Linked DNA regions of Anas platyrhynchos: region 1 is linked to region 2. The links are chromatin contacts, called in public Hi-C maps. All regions are on one chromosome and are shown on one strand. The core of a region is the stretch at or near the end of the contact, and the rest is flanking DNA. Distances in the headings are between cores, read along the strand shown.

Region 1 (6,520 bases), core at 3,770-6,269, 210 kb after region 2:
TAGCATGAATGAAATACAAACTTCATACACCTAAAAGAAAACTTGTCTCGTCTGCCTCTCCCACCTGTTGTGTCTCTGTACCCACAGACGATGCTGCTGCCACTGCTGGCGCTAGGGATCATGTCACCAACTGCTCCTCCAAGGACAGTTCTCGCATGCATCAGGCTGTTAGAAGCATAAAATGCCTTTTTTCTGTTCTGCTCGTATAAACGTTGGAGGTTCAGCGTACAGATTCATCCCAAGACACCGATGCACGTCATTTCATCCATCTGCATATTTATTTCTTTTTGTCCAATGGCCTCGCTTTCCTTGAATTGGGGGCAGGGCAATTTGAAATCCGGTGCCCTTGTAAAAACAATAATTTTATGGTTTATAGCTGCGTGGCGTGTGCACAGTAGGCTAAGCTGATTGGTAACACCAGGGTTTCCCGTGAAGCTGGTGGGATTGACAGCCACAGCTTGATGATGAAGACAGATGGAAATCTGCTGTGTCTGCAGGCGGTCATGCCCAGCAGGTTTTAAGGCTGCAGCTATGTGAACACCACGCACAGCGAAGTCATGGCCCCAAACCCCTGGTCCCTGGAACCAGTGGGATACGAGGGAATGAAAACAGCTTGTTTTTGCCTGTTATTGTTAGGTTTCTTGGGAGGGAGGGCTAATGCAAAGATGCTGTTATTAAGATAAGAGGCAATTGGTGTGGCAATCGCATCGAGGTGTGAAGTCTGGGTACATTTCTCTTTTGTTTCTGGCTTTCCTAAACAGCTTCAGCCTGCTTTCCCAGTAAAAAGCAAGCACACATCTAGTTCACCTCTTGTTGACTGCATGGCTGAGTGTGTACATGAAAAATCTGTTGTCCCTCAATGCTGCTTGTCCGGGATGACCATCACCTCCTTCTGTGAGGTGGGCTGGGGGTGGTGGCTGCAGGGGTTTGTCAGTGCTTGGTGGTGGATCACAGTTCTCTCCTGAGGTGTTGGAAATGCCCTAAGTTTTCCTGCATCCCAGGCAAGTGTTCCTGCTTATCCTGACAATCACCAGGATAGCCTGGTGCTGTTTTCTCCAAAATCAAGCCCATATTTCTGTCCAGCACAACACATGTTTCTACCATTTTTAGATTGTTTTAAGGTAATACAGGACGCACGGTGAGTGAATGTGAACCATACAAAAAGGTTATGGTGGCAGTATTGTGCACAGTATCTCAGTATTGAAAAAATATTTCTTGGAGTGCTTTGATTTTAATCAATAGGAATATTTTCCCTTATCCCTGTTTTTCTTTTAAGATAGACACCTGTAAGTGACACTGCGTTCCAGCCACAAACAGAAAAATTTTGATTCATACCCATCACTCATCTGCAAGAGCATTTTAAAAAGATACATTTTTCTCATTTTCATTTCCTTTACATTCCACATATTTTGTTAAAATTTTGCTTTCCACCAGTTTTAAATCAAAGCATGGACTATGTCAGTAGGAAAATGCATGTTTAATTTCTTTATATTTGCCTGCTTTTCGACAACATATGGGTACAGTCAACAGCCATCCCTAAATTCTGGTAGCCTGCTCTAGCCTCCAATCATCACCTAATTTTAGGTTTGCAGGCTGGGCCTTCTTACCTTTCTACTCCTATCTGCATAAGTTGTCTGCAGAAGTAGCTGAGAATAAAATCCTGCTGTTGTTTTTAGTTTTGATTTTCATCCAAAAAACGATTGTCAGGAGAAAGGAAGAAAAATAGGAGGCAGCTGATAAACTGTTTCCTTATAAGCCAACAAAATTCGTTCTGTGATAGTACAGCAGAAACAAGTCCCTGGGAGGGTGTAAATATGGTCATGGCTCAGGCTTTGCAGATGCACACAAGAAAGCCATGCCCTGCAGGAAGGCATGTAGGGGAAAGATCCTTAAGGTTGCCTTAGACTGCAGGGATTTTTCCAGCTACAACTCTGGGCCATGATCCAGGGAGATGAAGAGCTCCCTCCGTGTAGCAGCCTGTACCTCACAAACTTGAAGACAAAGTCTGTTTGGACTCTACAAGAAGTAAATAGGAGGAAGGCACTGAATTTGCATTTAATGTATAAGATGCGTATAGCTAAGTTGAATGTATGAGCTGAGCTCAGCTTGCTGTGAATGAATTGATCCCTTATTACAAAATACTTGGAAGAGAAATTGCTCACATAGCACTGATAGGCCTTTGGAAGATGAGCAAGAGAGAACTGATACTCTTGGCAATTTTAAGGAATGCTGTGTGTTCCCGAAACCTCGGGGAAATAATTTGTGCCACTGGGGTCATAAAACTCATGGGATACTTCAACGGTGAACCGCTGCTGTGTTTGGTTATCTGGATTGAGCAACAGTTTTGAGCAGTAGATGCAGCTCCAAAAGGAAGCTTGCCCAGCCCTGAAGGTGGCCAATTTACATCTGCCTAACCTAGGGCTCTGTCCTCGTGCCTGCTAGTCCTCGCCTTTCAGTACAGTGCCCATTCATTCCTCAGACTTCCAAACACACTGCTCGTTTGTGTGTGTGGTGTAAGGAGTTTGCTACAGGGTGTGTTCTGTAACTTCCCTCTCCGCTCCCATGGCCATCCATGGTTTTAGAAAGGGTGAGCATAAAAAATAAATAAACGATGCTGTGTGTTATAGCATTAAGGAATGAATGAGTAACTCATAGCCACTGAGTTTTGACTGCATGAGGATTAATCTGATAACCAAGTTCTGGAAAATAATCCATTGCAGATCACTGAATAAAACCAGAGACTGGTGGGAACTAGCCCATTGTGTGGCAGCATGTGGGAGGAAAATAAAAACGGATATGGAATATTTAAAAATGGGCCATTCAATATACCAGAGATCTGATGCAGCCAATAGGAGCACACTTAGCATTGCTAAAAATGGATACTCTTTTAATACAAAAAACACCGCACACAATACCAGTCAAATCTATTTCAGACATCATGAGCTGGGATACAGATGAATTGATCAAGGGAATGAGATTTGGTGGTTGCCTAGGGACTGGTGAGCATGACCTACTTCGCTTCGAAGAGCCATATGCTGGTTTATATGGGTAACTTGCTGATCTGATGTTTCAGAAGGGTGAAACTTCATCACTCTGGGGAAAATTTTAGATCAAAGTTGATTGAGAAGAAAAAAGTAGAAATATGTAAATGAAATTGGGATTTTGTTTAGAAGCACTTGCAAAGTATCACTGCATTCACCCCCCTCAATAACTGAAAAATCGACAGGGGAAGGTAAATATAAAAGAATTAAAACCAAGATTGATGGTAGATTTTAAATGGAGCAGAATGATGCTAGTGAAGAGGGAGACCCAGTATCAGGTAAAGACTAAAGTGGCTAGAATTGATGAAAAAACAACTACTAGTTATTAAATACTTCCCTTTGTAATAAATACTTCATTTATTCAATTCATCATTCCTGAGAGTTGGATCCAAAAGTACGGTAAGATTCTTGTCCTCCTAGTAGTTTCAAAAATCATGGAAAGTGGGAATAAATCCAAGCCATTGAAAAAGTGCTAACCACTGAAAAATGGTGACTGGGATAGTCCGTGTAATTGTAGTGCAGTTAGTTTGATGCCAACATGGGACAAAATAACAAGAATTTTTTAGATGAACGTCATTGATAAAGACTAAAACAAACAAACAAGCTCCAAAGGTAGAAATATAGTTATTTAAGTCAGCATAATCTTCCGTTAAAAAGAATTTTGCTGAATGTTTTTTTCTTTGAGATTTTAGTTTTGTTTGATAAAGGTCAGTAGATAGATCATAAGCTTTAATTTTTGCAAGGTATTTTGCTTCATAACTCCTGGTCTTTTGATTTTTAGGAAAAAAAAATAGCATGTATCGTTAGAGTGATATTTAAATTGCTGGGTTAAAAAAAGTCTGAAAGCTGTAGGGAATTTCCTTCAATAGGGATCTTTTTTGGCGGGATACCAGAGATTTGGAAACAGTCTTATTCAGCATTTTCACAAAGTTTAAAGTTGCTGTTCACTAGTGCCCTAAAGAATGCTATCATTTTAAGTAACAATAGCACTGCAAGTTCTGTTCGTGTAGCAAGTTGGATCCCTGTTAGCATGAAACATTATAATGCCAAATCTGTAATAGGAAGTTCGGAAGTGGATATTTAAGTTGGAACGCAATTCCACATTAATAGTAAAGGTAATTAGCCACTGCGACAAACCAAAAGGAGACAACCCAAGTAATTCTTTGCCTCTTGCCTAGCTGTGGCACACAGGGCGACCTAGTGGCTCTTCCCAGCCTTAAACTTCACAAAACCATGGTGGTTTTTTTTTTTGTTTGTTTGTTTTGTCTTTTTGTGTAGTACCAGAGGAGGAGAGGAGTAGAAAAGGCAAATGAGGTAGATGAGGTAGAGGGTCAGGGCTGAACCAAAGCTTGCTAGGGGAATGAAAAGCTTGAATAAGTATTTTCCAGGGTGAGACAGGAAACTTAAATTGCGTTATCCATTGGGAAGGCAGTGAAAAAGTGAGAATGGGAGAAGCAGCAAAAAGCGGTGTAAATCTCTCAGAACCCTCAACTGCTTTCCTCCATCCCCTATTTTGATTTCCAGCTCATGAGCAAAGATTTTCTATGAAATCCCATTTCTCTTCCTTTTAAAGTCATTGGAACAGCCCAATGACCAGCAGCCAGAGCTGCAGAATGCCTCTTCATGCCACGCCATAGGTCCTGTTGTGTTGCCAATACCTGTGTCAGAATTAAATCCTAGACAGGTTGGGGATGGCACGGATTTGACTGTCTTGCTAAAGCAAAGCAAGCATTGGGTGAGGAATGCTGAGATATTTGACAGTTCAGGTATGTCGGCTTCCAGACTCTCAGACAGAAGCTAACTTGCAGTGATTTGTTGTTGCCAAAAATAGAATCATCCACAGACCAGCAAGCTGCTCCTGATGGGGTGTAATTAGAAAGGTCACAAGTCTGTGAGCTTGTCTGGATCATGTGTGTTCGCTGCCTCAGTATCGGAGACTTGTCTATAATTTCCTCTCTGGGTGAAGATCTTTAGGTTCTGTAAGGACATTTGTATTGAACAAGTGGACATCACATAAATACTGTATACAACTCAGCTGTCATATGTTGACTTTGATATTGAGGAGGCTTATAACTTAATGGAGTGTGAAGAGATGCTTATCTAGCTCATTTTGCTCATGCTGGAAGATTAGCTCCTCTATACTGAGCGTGCATACATGTCACCGCTAGGATTCTTGCTTTCTTTTCCTGAACACTTTATCCTACAATAAGAGTGGAGCAAATGCTGCTCAGGAGTAAGTGTGTAAATATAATACCATACTACAGGACTGCACTGACTTGGGACAAGGCCTGAATTCACCACAGAATTTCAGTGCTGCTTATACTGGAAGCAACAGAAGTGGTTATTTGATTTATACCACTGACTTAAACCCATGATTAGCCCACTGAACATTAAAACACGTTTCATTGCCCTGGGAGAATTAGTGGGTAAGCAAATAGCCACAGGGTCTTCTATTAAAGCGTATCACAGTTTTTTTTATTTGGCAAGTTTTTAGCTCTGATCATGGTTGGTAGTGCAGCTTGGAAGATATTGGAATATCTTGTGAAGGGGGAGGGTTATAAAAATTCAGCAATGAAATCTTAAATATGTGAGTCTAATTGGGTTTTAATTTCAATTTTTGTGAAGGGGACTATATGTTCATAAGCTATTAAATATCAGATCGCAGTCAGCAAGGTTTCTCTTTACTTCAACTAAAGCAAGTTATGCTGGGCTGAGCAGGAGCCTTGGGCTGAAATTGTCGCAGTGGTATGGAGGAGTTTGAGCTTTTGGCAAGGACGTAGATGTGAAGCAGCGTGAAACCGGTGGGCTTGGCCCAGGGAATGAGAGGTGAAGTGTTTGCTATTGGTCAGCCAAACAGGTAAGGTGGAATTCAGACCTCCGAGACCTTTCACAGGTCCAACCTGGATGCTCTTGTTCAGCTTCTTGAAAACTTTAAAATCTTTGGCACTCACCCCCTTCTAAATAAGGACATAACTTGTAGGCTTCAAGCAAGCTCTTCTTCCTTGTGACAATGCTATGAGCATCTAAAGGAAGAGAAGAACGTATAGGTTTCTAACAGGGTGGCAATGGGTGGCTTAAGTCATAAATTGAGCAGTTGTAGGCAGTGAAGGTGCAAATGCACCTGAGAACATCACAGTTTTACAAAGTCTTGCCCCTCAAAATGGGTGAAGCTGTTGTAGGTTACCAGTGCTATGTTGTCCACAACTACACCACATGTTCTACACATAAGCATCATTTTGAGAGTACAGTCATCTTAATGTAGTTTGCATATGTGTCTCTTACTCTGCATGTTGTATCTGTGTTTTATATTTATGTAAAGGCACCTATGTAAATGTGTATATTTCATTGTGGGTGCTTTTTTTTTTTTTTTTTTTTTTTTTCCCATTTCTGCTCTACCTCTGCAGCTTCGTAGAATACTTGTCCTAATTTCAGTTGCTCATTTTTGTGAAAAATAATAAGGAAAAGAAAATCTCTTAAAA
Region 2 (6,914 bases), core at 4,127-6,626:
AAAAAAAGTTTGCCATGTAAAATCCTGCGTGTTCTTGGGCAACGTGCAGCACAGACTGTAACTAGGTCAAACTTTGTTGGTGCTCCCCCCCCACCTAACGCTACAATTAGGTGAAATTATCGGAAAAAACGAAGCAGTGAGGTGACGGGGAACGCATTTTACCCGCGGCACCGCCCCCCCCGCCCCGGGCCAACCGGTGCCGCCGCCCTCACCTGCAAGTCCTTCTTCAGCTTCAGCAGGTCCTCGTTCTCCGCGTTCCCCGACAGCGCGGCCTCCACCTGCTGCAGCTGCGCCTTGTAGCTGGCCAGCTGCTTGGCCAGGTCCTCCGACATCTGCGGGGCAGGCGCCCAACGGGGCAGGAACAAACGTTAGCCACACGGCCCGGCCGCGACCCACCGGGGGCCGCTCCCGGCCCCAGCACCCCCGGGGCCTCCCCGCGAGGCCCAGCCCCAGGCCCTGCCCCCCCCCCCCCCCTCACCTCGCCGTGCCGGGGGGGCCGAGGCCGCCGCCGCCGCCTCCGCGTCCGAGTGCCGGGCCGGAACCGGAAGCGGAAGTGGAACCGCGCGGAGAACGGAGCTCGCGGGAGCTTCCCCGCCAATCACGTGCGGGCGCTGCGCGGCGCTGATTGGTGGAGCGCGACCAGAGGTTTAGGTCACGTGGCGGGGGAGGGTGAGCGGTGCCGCGCGAGGGAAGGAGAAGGAAGGGGAGGGGCGGGGGGTGCGCAGGTGGCGGGGGTGCGCATGCGCAGAGCGGCGGCCGCCATTTCGGGGCCGCCATGGCCGCTGCGTGTGGGGCTGAGCCGTGCTCCGCGCCCCCCTGTTTGTCCCTAATAAACGCTGCTTTGGTCTGATTGTGTGTATGCTGTGGTTATTGACGTGAGGCTCGGTGCTATATAGTCTGAGGAGTGGCTCCTGGTGTTAGGGGCTGGGGCACGGGTCCTGTGGGGAGGGGCTGGGGGTGTTTGGTGTGGGGCAGGGGGGGCTCAGGGCAGGGAGCGGGGCTGGGGTCAGGCTCTGCTCACAGGTAACTGGTGATGGGACCAGAGGGAATGGCCTCGAGTGGTGCCAGGGGAGGTTCAGGTTGGAAATGAGGCAGTTTCTGCTCAGAAAGAGCAACCAGGCACTGGGACGGGTTGCCCAGGGAGGTGGTGGGGTCACCGTCCCTGGGGTGCTCAGGGAAAGGCTGGATGTGGTGCTTGGGGTCATGGCCAGGCGATCCTGAAGGTCTTCTCCAACCCTAATGGTTCTGTGTTTGGTCCTATGCCAAGGGAGGGAAGGGGAAAGGAAAAATTAGCAGACCACTCAAGCCCAGAGCAGGATGAAAAAAGGCATTCCCGGCAGAAATGTGATGTGATCGACATGACGTCGAGCCCATGAGCCACTCAAATTAAGCAGATGCCCAAAGTGTTTTTAATATCACCAGGATTGGTGTCTCCAGCAAACATCCTGTCCCACGTGGTGGGCAGCGTGCAGTGCTTCACAGGAAGATGACTTACTTGGGCTCCGTTTGGGTTTGTTTATGTACAAGGGGGAAATGCATCTACCGTACTCTGAAGTGCCTAATTTATGTCCTCAGAGGATATCCTCGTGGAGGGTGAACCAGCCTTCTGCCTAGTCTTGGCATAAGGTTTGATAATTGAAATACAGAAGTTACTGGACGCTGTTCACGGACTGATTAATGGGACCGTGTTTACAAACAGCAACAAAGATACTAACTAGCACCTTTTCAGTACTTTTATTAACCTGGAAATAGATACAAAAGCATTTTCTGATACAACTTTGTGAACAAATCAGTGACTGTTGAAAACAAACCTGCAAATTTGCTCATTCAAAGCAATCTTAATGACTGTGAGCATGGCTGTGAGTTAAAATGCACATTGTTGCACTTAACACTAGCTTTGCCTCCTGGAACAAGAAGTCCAGTGTGTATCTGTGGAAATGAAGTGACAGAGAAGGACCGAGGAGGCGTGTGGGTGTCCAGATCCCTCCAAAGGCAAAGTTGTAGCAAAGGAAGAAAATGTTTGAGCTCGCCTGAGCAAAAGTAAAGAGATTATTTCAATTTTATAGGTTTTGTTGAGAATTACTACTGCAATAATATATATGGTTCTAGAGTCCGGAGTTCTGTGTGATCTGCAGACTTCTAAAAGGGTCCATCAAGCTGCTGAGCGACTAGAGAAAATGCCTTTCTCTCAGTGAAAGGCTGAAATACCCAACCTGTTTATCTGCTAAAGGAAAATTGGGAATGACTTGCTTACAACATGTAAATAATCTGAAGGGAAAACAATATGGAGTACTTGAAATGTAAAAGCATAAGGAGGCTCAGTTGACTGAAAGCTAACGGTGCACAGAAGAATTTTAGAAAATTCAATAAATGAAGATTAATAACTTCTTTGGAACTAACTACAAAGGCAAGGGTTTTCTCTTGGTTTCTTCAGATCAGAGTAACACCTTTTTAGAAGGCATTTCATCACATGATATCATTCAAGTGCATGCTACTACGTATAGTAAAATACTCTTGAAACCACTTATCTTTAACTCCTATAAATTGGAAAGTCTCATTAACTGCATCCTTAAAAATGGATTTATCTTCATCCAAAAATACAGATTTTATTTTTCTATGCTTGACAAAACAGCTTTTATACTACATTGAGGAGAAACACAATCTAAGCCAGACCTCTTGCTACTTAAAATGATGCTATTCAGTTAAGATTTGTTGGTTCTGTATATGTGAGGAGATCAAAGCAAGTTGAGCTATGGTTCTGCCATATCTGGATGTTTCTAACTGCAGCCAGTACTTCCATTTTATACATGGGCAGTGGAGTAGCTACCAGGAGGACTTTCTCTCTTCATAATCCCTTTTTATGAGCTGTGTATTCATTGTCATTTGGTATTGCAGGGTATTTACAGAACTGAGCAATATTAATTTTCAGAGTACAGTTGTACCACAGTTAGATTGTTACTACAAAGCAACTGATGCTCTTACAGGAATTTGTGCAATGCATCTTATCATCTACGATGCGTAGAATTTACATGCAGTTTGTTGCCAAAATAAGACAAGTGAACTTAAGACCATCCTTCAGCACAAACGCCGTCGAATTTCTTTCCCTAACTTTGTAAGAGGAAGCAAATTTGGGGAAATAGTCTTTCCCCAAGCTTAATGGGGTTAATGGTGACTTAATGCTGAGCCTTTCAGCTCTCCTGAAGGTGTCCGAGGGCTGGTGCAGTGCTCTGGGACCCCTGGCCCTGCTTTGGGCTCCAAGGCAAGCCAGGAGGTGTGCCTGCCTTGTCCAGCAGGTGGTGGTGCTGCTGCACGGACACCTGCATCGCCAGCACACTCATCCAGGCAGGCAGGAAACATTTCTTTTGTAGGACCGAAGTTAGGCTTCTTTTCCACCGTCTGCTGCGTTATTTTTACAGTTAGAGCTATCAGCAACAGATATCTGAGGCTATTTTTGAAGAGATCTGGGACTAGCCAGTCTTCTGAATCGTGTATATGTGTTATATTATAGAAATACACTATGATCAGCACCGTTCTGCACACCTTCATGTTAAACCCTGATGCATTTAACTGTGGGATGGGAGGGGAGCGAGCTGAGTGCTCAGCAGCAAGTAACACAGCCGATAACTGTACCCAAAGCTAATGCCCTCGTTTGCAGCTTCATCTGTGTGGACAGATTGTTTTGCTCAGCACAGCGACCCAGTCACTAGCAAAAATTTGGCTTTTGCAAACAAAGCAGTCTGTGCTAGTCGCTGAAGCTGAACTGCAATCCAAATCTAGGCCAAAATGGAGACACCAGACATTTTGGGGGGTTTTCTGGTGGGCTGCCAGCCTGGCAGGCCTTGCCCTGTCAGTAGGGCAGCGTGTCAGGCCTCAGAGTCATCGGTACATTCATTTGGATCAAACCATCAGGGAAATATCTATCAATACTTTAATTAAGAGAGTTGTTTTCCTGAAGAAATATCTTTTTCTTTTAGTTGACCTGTGCCTCTAAGCAAAGTTTGTCTTTTCTTTAAACGGTTCGTTATCACAGCTATCTGATAAGTTTGTCCATAGATATAATTACGTGTTGTTTGCTGTGATGAGCCGTTGTTTTTTTTTACTCCTGGAAAATTTGTTTCTTTGGGCTGATTTTTTTCTTCACTGGCTGTTTGGTTCTGGCAGGACGTTTGAAATCTTCAGCAGCTTCCATTTATAAAATCAAGTTCTAGAAAAGATGCTGTTTGACCAGGCATGTGCTTAAAATATGCAGGTGCTTCTGTCACTGGGAGGTTTTAAAGCATGGCCTTGAAACTTCATGGGGAAATTCTTTTTGCTTTAAGGATGTATTTTCTGCTGTTCCACTCTCCTGAAATTTAGCCTAATTATTAGTTTTTGAAATACCCGTTCTTACAGGAGTTTGGGAAGTTAAATAAGTGAGCAGGTTCTTGAACACAGCCCCAGTAGCCCACAATGGGGGTTGTGGTGCTACGCAGAGAAATTGGGAGCTCAAACACGTTCTGTGCCCTAAATGATTCCAGTCATTATGCTCCATCAGGGAGAAAGGCACAGTGACTCAGTCTGAGGAGGAGAAGTGAATCAGAACTGGACGAGGATTAAGAGACAGGGTGAGACATCATGGAGATAAGAGGAACGGGTCAGAACTGGGATGAAGGGACAAAGCCTGAGTCCATTAGGACATCGTCTGCCTCAGCAGAGTCAAGGCAGCCTGAGGTGCTGGTTCCTCTCCTCAGGGTGCTGGGAAGCCTGCTGCTGAGGCTGCCTGTGCCCAGATGAGAGCAGTAAATATGAGATGAGGGGGTTTGGAAAGCAGAGACTGAGGGACGGAGCAGCGAGCAGAGGCACCTGGGAGGCCTGGCAGAGCCTGAAGCAGTGAAAGTTGCTGCCTTGAGCTCCTCTGCTGCCTGCTCCTCTGCTGCAGCCCTGAAAGAAGCTGCCCGCACCTTTGGCTGCAGTCTTCAATTACAGCATCAAATGCCTTCATCCTCTTCCTCTTAACCTCTGTTCCATTCAGAACACGGGGTTTACAGTAATCAAGGATGGGTAGTTAACACAAACATTTAAAAAGGTGTTGTTTTTGCAGGTCCTGCATCTCTTTTCCCTGAATTCTGAAGGAAAGTGAGCTGAAAGAAGGGAAAGTGAGCTTTGCGAGAGGGCGGCCGAGTGCTGCTACAAAGATCTGGATTTAGTTACCCCTGTAGGAGCGTCTACACAGCATGAATGAGCAAGCAGCAATGTGTGGCAAGTAGAAAACTCAGTGCGTAAACTTAGAGTTTTTTGCAATTTGTAAACAAATTGCACCACGGGTCTGGAAACTGACCGAAGCAGCTCTGATTCAGCCAGAGGTAATGTTGCTGCCACTGGGGCATGGCAAGCTTGCTTTTAGGATCTGTGTCATACATTCCTAGGCTCTGAAAAATCCTTGCATCCTGACCCGCAAGAGCTCCCACTCCCGATCAGTGTCGGGTAAGACACGTGGGTAGTTGTTTGGGGGTGGTCAAAAATAGAAACAAGGAATTTGAGGCAGGATAATTTATTTATAACAAGAGTAGTGTTTATTTGCTGCTTCTTCTGAAGTTAATGAGATCAGAACTTTAATTAGTCCCTCAGACACCTTTGGTTCTTGGTATCTCTGCTGCTCTGCCCTCCTGTATATAATAAGGCTGCCTTGTGTTATGGAAATTAGTATTTAAAAAATGCTGAGACACAGTCCCAATGAGTATCAAGGGAAAGCCAATAAGGAAATGAAGAGTTCTCTTTTTAAAACAGATTTTGAGGGGTCCTTGGCAAAGACTTCATCTGAAGAGAAAAGGTGGAAGTGTTTTAAGTTACTCTGGTGAGTTCTGCTGACATTGCAGCAGATTGGGAACATCTAGCATCAGAACAGAATTAGGGTCTGTTCAAGTCTACTTTGCCATGACATGTTTTACTTCTATCCTGTGAACCTAGAGGTTGCCCACAGTTAACATTTCTAGCAACGGACTGTGGTAAGGTTATTTTTGCTGTTTCCTCTGTACGTGAACCCTGGGAAACACTCGCTGTGCTGTAGTAGCTGCAGAGTTCACATGTAGCCATGTGCCTTCTCCACCAACATAAACAACATGCACAGCCTGCATAGAATCCAAAATATGCACATCCCTCTTCCAAAGTCTCCCATCCGTCATTTTCCTGCCAGACTTTGAGACACATTCTCATGAAGTGAGAGAATTTCTGGAGCGTGCATATAGCGGTGAGATATGGCAGCCACCCATCCTGCTGCGTGAACGAACTTGTGAAATGTTCCCTTCTACATCATGTTAGTCACAACTTGAGCAGCGAGACTGCTTTCATGTGGCTTCGCATCCTGTTCTTGGTGATCAGTGTTGTCTCGTGTCTTACACCTGGCACAGCGCTGAGGGAAACTGAAAGTCCTACAGATGTTTCCTCTGAAAATGAAACTGAAATTTCTCTTGCCGTAATCGTCTCGCACGTCATTGCAGCTGTCTCCAAATGAAGTCAGTTTGGATGCCTGGCAAGCAAATGGCACTATTTATAGGCTAATAATAGAGCAAAGATACATGAGATGGACACTTAGACTTCTTTTCTCAATGTTCTTATTTGTAAGTCACTTGAAGGAGACGAGGATGTGGTTGCTACTGGCTGATATTTCTCTAAATGATAAATTTCATGTAAAACTACTTTGATATCCATCTTAATATAATGGGGAAACCAAGATGACTTGTTACCAGGAATATCCAAAGATGTAGGAGATCTGGAAGCCTTACTAATTTTTTTTTTGATTTCACAAAGGTATCAACACCATGTCTGGGCTCTGGGATAATTGTTATTCACTGTGTATTGACTAAAACCTATGGGAGCTTTTTGTTTGGTTGCTTTAAAAAAAATAGTCAAGGTTTTAGCAATTTTATTTGACTTAA

Evidence for each region. A called contact is a pair of places that touch in the nucleus more often than the background predicts.
Region 1: a Hi-C map of liver shows a contact between it and region 2, with 3 times the contacts expected there. The contact joins two enhancer-like sites. A contact is called at or near these places in 3 of 8 Hi-C or Micro-C datasets (liver, skeletal muscle and subcutaneous adipose tissue).

What each region holds. Positions count from the first base shown.
Region 1 is chr6:31,095,397-31,101,916 of IASCAAS_PekinDuck_T2T, forward strand. All of the region lies in intron 1 of RBM20 (RNA binding motif protein 20), which reads left to right. Among named protein-coding and RNA genes, the nearest start is that of RBM20, 46 kb to the left of the region's middle. Within about 2 kb of position 5,020, at least 1 of the 8 cell types and tissues checked has an H3K27ac peak or open chromatin away from gene starts, as enhancers often do.
Region 2 is chr6:30,885,330-30,892,243 of IASCAAS_PekinDuck_T2T, forward strand. SMNDC1 (survival motor neuron domain containing 1) reads right to left here and starts at 640. Exons shown (of 6, transcript XM_027459944.3): 1 at 479-640; 2 at 213-332. The coding sequence starts at 332. Within about 2 kb of position 5,377, at least 4 of the 8 cell types and tissues checked have an H3K27ac peak or open chromatin away from gene starts, as enhancers often do.